2 separate regions of the Hordeum vulgare genome follow, and region 1 is linked to region 2. The links are chromatin contacts, called in public Hi-C maps. All regions are on one chromosome and are shown on one strand. Each heading gives the region's core, a stretch centred on a gene start, on an enhancer-like site or on the middle of the called end of the contact. The rest is flanking DNA. Distances are from core to core; before and after follow the strand shown. Region 1 holds the start of LOC123439802 (calmodulin-binding protein 25-like). Region 2 overlaps LOC123443533 (exportin-7-A).

The links. A called contact is a pair of places that touch in the nucleus more often than the background predicts.
Region 1: a Hi-C map of leaf shows a contact between it and region 2, with 2.7 times the contacts expected there. The contact joins the promoter of LOC123439802 here to the enhancer-like site in region 2. A contact is called at or near these places in 1 of 6 Hi-C or Micro-C datasets (leaf) and 1 of 1 datasets of contacts at active chromatin or transcription factors (embryo).

What each region holds. Positions count from the first base shown.
Region 1 is chr3H:209,690,007-209,694,424 of MorexV3_pseudomolecules_assembly, reverse strand. LOC123439802 (calmodulin-binding protein 25-like) reads right to left here and starts at 1,371. Exons shown (of 1, transcript XM_045116472.1): 1 at 307-1,371. The coding sequence starts at 1,299. The coding sequence ends at 577.
Region 2 is chr3H:209,150,773-209,155,113 of MorexV3_pseudomolecules_assembly, reverse strand. It overlaps LOC123443533 (exportin-7-A), which reads right to left. Exons shown (of 30, transcript XM_045119941.1): 29 at 4,264-4,302; 30 at 2,185-2,768. The coding sequence ends at 2,631. Among protein-coding and RNA genes, the nearest start is that of LOC123443533, 19 kb to the right of the region's middle. Within about 2 kb of position 2,068, at least 2 of the 3 cell types and tissues checked have open chromatin away from gene starts, as enhancers often do. A contact at or near this core is called in leaf, where this site is marked.

The sequences.
Region 1 (4,418 bases), core at 122-2,621, 540 kb before region 2:
GTCAGTAGACTGTAAGAATTAAAATACTATATTTTTACTGAGTTAGATGAGAAAGAAGAGGAGAGAGAAGGTAAGCGGGCTCTTCGTAAAGAGCCAGCTCTTACACGTGCTCCTAGATGCTTTGTGAGAATGAAATGTGGGACATATATAATAAAAATAGTACTCTTTTATAGTTAACTATTTTACAAGCTAGCTATAAGATAGGCTATAAGACTGCTTATAGCCAGCAGTTGGCTATACTATTAACCATATTAACCATGCTCTTAAGACCTTCACACTTTGTAATGCCTACTGTAGTTAGTAGTACTAGCTAGATTTGGATTAGACTACGAGTGATTAACAAGATGATTAACCGCCGCTAATTCACTTTACAAAACTACTCCTAGTAGGATCTCAACAAAAAAGGTATTGGATTTCCCACCGCCACGACAGCATCTAGGGTACTCTCCATGCATGTTCGAGCTAAACCATCGACCACTCCCGACCATCTGATCCTCACATCGAGAGGACCAACAACACACTAAAGGCGCTAGCATAATAAGAGAAGGAAAAAAAAAAGGCTAATCCTTGAGAAGTTCACATCATTCCCCAGCTCTCCAAGTCCAATGTCGGGAAGGAGGACACGGCGGGCGGCGCGGTCATCATCGCTTCCAGCTCCTGCATCAGCTGCAACGACGAGTCGTCCGCCATCGCGGGCATTGCTGTCGCCGCCGCCGCTCCACCCGACGTCTTGTCCTCCCAACGCTGCTGCGATAGCGACGGCGCCTGGTCCTGGTGCAGCAAGAAGCAGGCGGACGTGTCCAGCGTCGGGAGCACAAAAGCGAGCGGGTCCGGCCTGCGCGGCGCTGGCACGGCGGAGGCTTTCTCCGCGCCTGGAAGGGCGTAGCCGGTGATCTCCTGCACCATGCGACGGAAGTTGGCCGGGTCGGCGCTGATGTACGTGGTCTGCGGGCGGCGGGACACCCGGGGCTTCCGCTTGGAGACGCGGCCCGTGCACTGCCGCGCCGCCGCCTCCGCCGCCGAGCTTGGCCTGCAGCTTACGGCGGGCAGCGCTGGCGCGTCGTACGGGGCGGAGGACAGGTCGGACGCGGAGGAGGTGGTGGTGGAGGAAGAGGAAGGCGTCCGGGATGACGGCGAGGCGGAGGCGGAGGCGCGAGCGAGCGCAGTGGCGAGCGCCTCGTTCTCGAAGGCGGCGGCGGCGGGGGAGAGCCAGGCGGTGTATGGCCAGGCACAGGGAGCCGGGACGGGCGCTGGGAGGTGGGACCAGGTGGCGTCGAGGCTCGCGCAGCTGTTGGCCATGGGAGGGAGTGGGAGCAGCTTTGCTTCCTGGATTGGGGGTTTGAAGTGGACCGATGCCGAGTGAGAGCGCGGCGGGGATTTATAAAGTGAGCGAACGGCATCATAACAGGATGGCGATGGCCAAGCAAATGGTGAACGTACCCAGCGCCACTGGAGTAATAACCTTTTTTTCTTAGAAAAAAGTTAAATAATCTTGGTAGGGTTCACGACGACGGCGAGGAGAAACCGCGTTGCGGCGTGGGCCGCGCAGCCAGCAGCGAGCGCGGTGGGCACGGCGCCGTGTGTGCGCTGCTGGTGCCACACCCGTCCTGGCGGCTAATCGTCTCATCACGCCACGTACGTCGCCTTTTTTACTTCTTCTCTCTCGGTCTCGGCGTACTCTCGCTGGCTGCTTCTTCTGGAGATTTTTTTTTGCGGCTCCTTTCTCCTTTCGAGAGGACACTAGCGAGCGTGGCCCTGTGGCGGTAATTCTTCTTGCTGCCCAAGCTAGCCAGGAGGGCTGCCTTGTTCCCCTAGAATTGTGAATCCAGTCTTGCATGCCAAGCCAAGGTAAACTAGAGTAGCAGCTGCAAATGTTTATTGATGTAATGTCACCAGATCTTAAATGCTCGATCCGTATTTTATTCAGCCAGCAGTTTCCTACAACGACGACGAGTAAACTAATCACAGTGCTCGGCATCAAGTAAGCCGTACAGAATAACCAACAGAATGTAATACTGTTGTTGTACATCAATTACTTCAGTTGATAAGAGCAACTCCAACGGAACGATTCATTTCGTCCGTCGTCGTTCGTTTGGGTCAATGTAAACAAAAGTGATGACCCAACGCATAGATCCATTGTCAAAACGCGTCCGCATATTCGGCTAAAATTTGACACTGAAATACGTCGACGCGGACATGAAGCGGACGCGCGCGCGTCCTCTCGATGTCCTCATGTGACCGGTCTGGCCTACTTGTCACACAGCCACCCACCTATCTCTACCAGCTTATTTAATTCGCTGGTCCACCCCATCCACCTCTCTCCTATTATTTTAATAGAACAGTGTTGCTGCCCACTTGCTTTTCGTTGGGTACATGTGTTGATTTATTAAGAAAAACGATAATGAATAGACCGGTGGACGATTCAAACGGATAAAAAACATAAAAACGCTGTCTGTTTGAATCGTTTCGTTGGAGTTGCTCTAAGCATGATTAGCAAGTGGAGCATTGCTATGCGGCGCTGTGTGAACAGCATTCAGTGATAACGTTGGATATTGACTCGGCACGAAGGTGACACTCTCCTGTCCTACCTGCCACACATGGACGCTCCCATCGTCTTTCTCTGTTCGTTGAGTTGCTTCAACACAAAGGAAGAAAGAAAAGAGTCGTCGCCTCGTAGACGGGGAGTCAAAACGCGTTGTCATACGCTGGTACGCCTTTGGCCTATCTGGCCTGACTGGCCATAGCCCATATGTATGTATGAACGGAGGTGGATGTGTGTGGATCTGTTTTCAGCTGAATTGAGCTGGCCCTGGTCGACTCATCAGAAAGATTCCATATTCCATCCGCTTTATCAGCAACCAGGCGTCAGTCAATCACATCGGTTGACATGGCCACAAGTCACATGAAGGCGAAGAAGGCGGTTGCCATATCTATTTTTGTTTGTGCTGTATCTGTGTCTCAGTTGAGCTTAACCGAGGATAAGTGAGCAAAATAATAACAATTTAACATATGTATATTGATTGGTTCATTGCATATTTTCTAGCCTACATGGAGCGAAACAGGGAACTGCTGTATTCCCGTACATTGTAATGGAAAGGGGTGTTTGCCCGGTTAAAAAAAAACATGAAACGAAACAAAAGATAGGTTATTTGATGGTCCGTTTGTTTAGACAGAAACAAGTGGTGAGGTTACCAACACACTAGGCATGTTGAACAAATCAAAGACACACAAATAGATAGCATATAAACATAGGTTTAAACCGAATCAATTAGTTCTAAACATATGCTATGGCCCTAAGATGAAGCAGTTTTCAAACAAATTGATACGATATAGTCATAATCAAACCACATGCGCAATAGAGAGCTCTCGTACATCGTCATGCCTCCCCACTTGGTCACCGCTTCAATGTCGCTGTCGCTGAGGGCGATCACCTTTAGGGTGTCGAGAGTCCACAAGTTGAAGGTCATCATGTACCCGCTTTGATAGCACGCTGCAATCAACCTCCTCGTCGATCACCTTTTGTAAACTCGGGCAAAACTGTCCTACCCACAAAGACGCCTGCTCACTGAATTCGACGGGGAGATTGATGACAGCGTGCTATCAAAGCATGAGTGGGCCGAACAACTTGACCCCCCTCCTCGGGGTCCACATAGGCTGGCGGGCGATGTCGAGAGAACGATCCACACAATAGTACTAGGGGTACGAATGAGGGGCGGAGTCTAGCTACGACACAAATTTATCACTCGAATTTAGCGAGTTCGGGCCCCTCTCAGAGAGGTAAAGACCCTATGTCTCGTGTCCGGAGGCTTTTATTTTCACTAGGGTGTCTGATTACAACGAATGCTGAACCCTCATCACTGAGCTCGGGGGTGGTTTATATAGAGTTCGCCAGGACCCGTAGTGTGTCATTACAAGGGCATTTAATGTGAATAACTACATGCATTACTAGAAACTGCAGCCTTAACTACGGACGTTACAGGTAACATTGGTCTTGAGTGCACTTCATGTATGATGTTAAGTCCCTCGACCATTCTAGCTCCCATGTCGTCCACGCTTCTTCTCTACCCGAGTGTTAGTGTCTGACCGACTGACTAGAAGACGCCCGAGTGACTCCATGGGTCCGAGTGGATTCGTTGTATGCATCCGAATGCATTTGTAGTCCTCAGACTTTAATGGTCGTGTGGGGCTCTAGGTTGACCATGATGTCTGGTCCACGACCCTACCATTAGTAGGTGACCCCATCATTAGCCCCTGAATCGGTTGAGGTTTAATTGGTCGAGTGGAAGACACTTCAGGGTGTCTCCGATGCGTCGGGGGCGTCCGGAAAGTGTCTCACGGCTTTTTCACTCGGTTCCAAGATGAAGCCACAACGGATTCAGGATTGAAGATTTCTGAACGATCGAACCGGTTTGACTGCT
Region 2 (4,341 bases), core at 819-3,318:
ACAATCTCATCTCGACGATCGAAACTATGCTCAAAGTAATAATATTTCATATTTGGAGTATTATTCGTCCAATTAAGCCCCCAAGACGACCTCGTATGAGAAAATGTTCAGCACAGATTGTCTTCGTCTCATCGAAACGATAGATTTTGATATAAGTCATCTAGATCCGTGATCGTATGCAAAAGTTAGAGCCATCAAAGTGCAGCCCTACTACGAGGCAAAAAGTGACGCGAAGGATCACACAACCACATAGGTGATGTTCGATGGGTCGTGTGAGCTGTTCGGCCCTTAAGATGGCCTCTAATGGAAAAAATCTACAACATGAAAAAGTTTCAACGACCGATATATATATATATATATATATATATATATATATATATATATATATATATATATATATATATATCGTCTCAATCCTAGGTCATATGCAACCTCGAGAGGTAAAACAAGATCAGACTAAAGTTTCAGTAGGAAAATCCGAGTGAAACGGCTTGCCGACAAAGAGGTTGCTGGTCGTGGGAAAAACTTGTCGCGGAAGAACTTTCAGGAAAAGATCTTGCCGGGTGAAAGTCGTGCCGGGCAAAGAGCTTGTCGAATGGGTGAAAGCTTGCCGGCCAAGTGGAAAATATCAATTTTGGTCAATCCGATTAGAAGCTAAAGATGGGATCAAACGATTATCTAGATGACCTCGTATGGAAAAGTGTTCTAAACGAAAATTATGCCTATCGTCGAAACGGTCAACTTTGCTTTTGGAGTCATCATCATTTGAGATAATATACGGCCTGTAAAATCTCTACAAAACTCAGATAGTCTAGTCAGTCATAGGACCGAATCTGATTGGAAGTTAAAAGATGATCTCGTGGAGTATTTAAGATGACCTTATTTGGAAAAGGAAGAATTGTTTGTCTCGTCAAAACGATTGATTTGGATTAAAAAATGTCTCGGTCATATGCAAATTCTGTAGACTTTGCAAGGAGCAAGACAAAAGTTTGGACCGGAATTGGGTTGAATCCGAGTTAGACTAGAGCTAGGACTGTAGGTGTGAATTGATTTTTTTGTGGGAAAAGCCGAAATGAATCATTTGTTTGTACGAGAAGTCTAACCACCTCATATATGCCGTGAAGGTGACGGCCCATTGAAAAAACACACAAACGAACAAATTAATCTATACTACTTTTGCATCTACTTTTTATCTCTTCATCGTTTTTCTCTCTCGTTCTTCGTTGTTCTTCGAGTTTGGGAGCTACGAATCGGAGGCTCTAGGGACGAGCGAATCAACATAGGGCAGCTCATAGCTGCGGCACTCCCTAACGGGTTTCTTTCCAGACGTGCCGGGTTTTGGATGTCTTGCGTATCACGCTGCCGGTTGGACCTCCCTCAACGTAAGCTGCCGGTGTATCACCTCCGACGTTGTGGTTAACATGTTCGTATGTCAACAGATCCCAGTTGAGATAATCCTTTCCTGGTACCAAAGTACAGCCGCCAATTTCAGGAATTAAGAACTCAGTTTGATTCGAAGGATTCAAGATATGATCAAACTTCACTCCATGTCAATATTACCTTCCGTTCACTAACTGTGCTTGCTCCTGATTTTCTTGTTCTTTCTTTCTAAAAATTCATTTTAAATACTTGCATATACTACATATTAAAAAATCATTTTTAATACTTGCATATATACCACGCAAGGTTCGTTTCGAAACATTGGAGAATTGACTTCAAGGCATGCGATACTCTTCTCGCAACTTTGCGCACTTAGTTCTGGGTATTTCTTCTCTTCTCCAATAATCTTCACAAGAGCTAGGCATCCCTATCTGCAGTGGCCTGAATTCAATGCAACAAACTGTATAAGGGTAAGAAGCGTACACAGATGTAATGTACGGGCAATAAAGGCTGGCGTTGATCAAAACAATTACCATGTCAAATACATTAAACCAAACAAAATACATTAAAACAAACAATAGTTTGAAATGCTGCCAAGCAAATGAGTCGGTCACGCAGGACTACATAGCCAATCGGCTGCAGATCCTAGTACTCCCAAGCACTTGAAATAGAACACTGCCTGCAAAGCACCAAACGAATAAATTGGCAGCCACCCCCATCACCTGCGCAAAACCATCAAAAGGAAACACCAACACAACTAAATGCTGACAGATTGACCTGTACAAAAGGTGTTAAAAGACGGTATTGATGTACATGGGGCAAGATTTCCCCTCTCTCTCAGACTACCAAATCCACATTTTAGCAAGCCAACATGGCCATTTACATCATTTCCATTCTAACTTTTTAACCAATGAATTAAGCAAGTGATGCCTGTTGTCCCCCTAACAACTTGGGGTAACAGCAATCACGATGAATGTTGCTGTACAAGCAAAGGGACGCAGTGGTAAAACAAGTCAATCCCCATCATTCACCATTCTGATACGGACAACAAGCTAAGAGACTTATAACTGCTTTTCACCACAGCATGCAGCGACAAAGCCCTACATCTTTCAGCCAATGCAAACTAAACTGCGTTTTTTTAGCACAAGTTTTTTTTTCAACTAATGGTGATTCCTATGATGCAAACAAGTTGGTATTTACAGCAATGCAGAAGCGCCTCCTTCAAACTTGCAAGTAATCCTGATCGACTGTCACTTCGCTCGGAAATCATGTCTGAATGTTGTGAGATTTTGAGTGAATCTGTCTCTGTTCTTTGGTTCCAAGCTCCTTGTGACATCAGTCATGAGCTTATCGAAACACTGTGAGAGGCGTTGTTGCTGATCTACAGGCTGCAGACAACAGAAGTGTTAGCTCTTAGATCGATAATCACCCTTCTGTTAGTTACAGTAACATAAGAAAGAAAATTGGGAGGATCAGTATAACTATCATAGCATAACTCTAGTGAGATGACACAGTTCAAACTACAGAAGATATCCTGTTTAAGGAAACAAACAATAGTTCACCCAGTATGTTATTTTTGACAGGGAGGCCCAGTATATTATTTATTTTCACATGTGCTACTTCCTCCTATCCATATTAATTGGCGTACACTTGATACAACTTGTACTAAGTGAGCGACAATTAATATGGATCAGTGGGAGTACTTGAAATAGATTATTCCAATACTATCGACAATTAAGATGTCACCAAACGGTAGTTCAGTTAGAAATATGTATTATCCTTGCAATAGATTATTCCAGTACTATTTACTCCCTCCATTCCTAAATATAAGCCCTTCTAGAGATTCCAATATGGATTACATACAGAGCAAAATGAGTGAATCTACACTCTAAAATATGTCTATATACATGAATGCATCCGTATGTAGTCTGTATTGAAATCTCTAAAAAGGCTTATATTTAGAAATGGAGAAAATACTATTAAGATGTTATCAAAAGATAGTTCAGTTAGAAATATGTATGATATTTCTTCACCAACTTGATACGCTTTACTACATGTGAAATCAAGATAATCACAATGTAACTTCAATAGACTAGTTGCAGCCTCTAGCACATACTCCCTCCGTCCGGAATTAACTGTTGCTGAAATCCGTCCGGAATTAACTGTCGCTGAAATCATTTCAGTGACAGCTAATTCCGGACGGAGGTTGTATTTTTTTCATACCAAACATAACTGGTACATTAAGTATATCAAAACTTGTATGTTAAATATATCAAAACTTGTATGCTAAATATATCAAAACTTGTATAGTTCATCTTACCCTAAACATTTCCCGCAGGAACAACGCTAAAGAGTTATAAGGATCAATTTTTAAAAAGTTACTTATTCTGCAATCTGACTATCAAGCAAACATTGTTGAAAGCTTCGATGATATATGCATAATGTATTCACAGTTTCTGGTGCAATCCTAAAAATTAATACCACCTAAGTAGAACACCTGGAACAAAAAACCTAGCCCTCCTAAATTACGTCAGATGTATTTGCCCATATGTACCATCTATTTGATAATAGTGCAAACAATTAACACCAAAAATTTGACCGAAACTTGATATGCGACATGATAGTCATAACAAATCTCAAATGTAGTTTTCCTGGTACATTTGTTTCGTCAAAATCATAGACAGAGCTACACTCTTAAGGAAATATTTCACAAAGGTTTACTTTTGACTTGTTTTCTGACATTTACTCAAGAAAATTATATCCTTGCCATGAAATAAAATAGAGACCTAAACACTGATGACAAAATGAAGTTCAACAAGTGAAGAAAAAGAAGGGGAAAGGACAAAATACATAATAGAACTTAGAGCAAAAGAGCAATCTAACCTGTGAGGCTAATATCTGCGCTCTCAGATCACTAAACATCTGCACGCCAAAACAGAAAAAAAAAAATCAAAATTACAT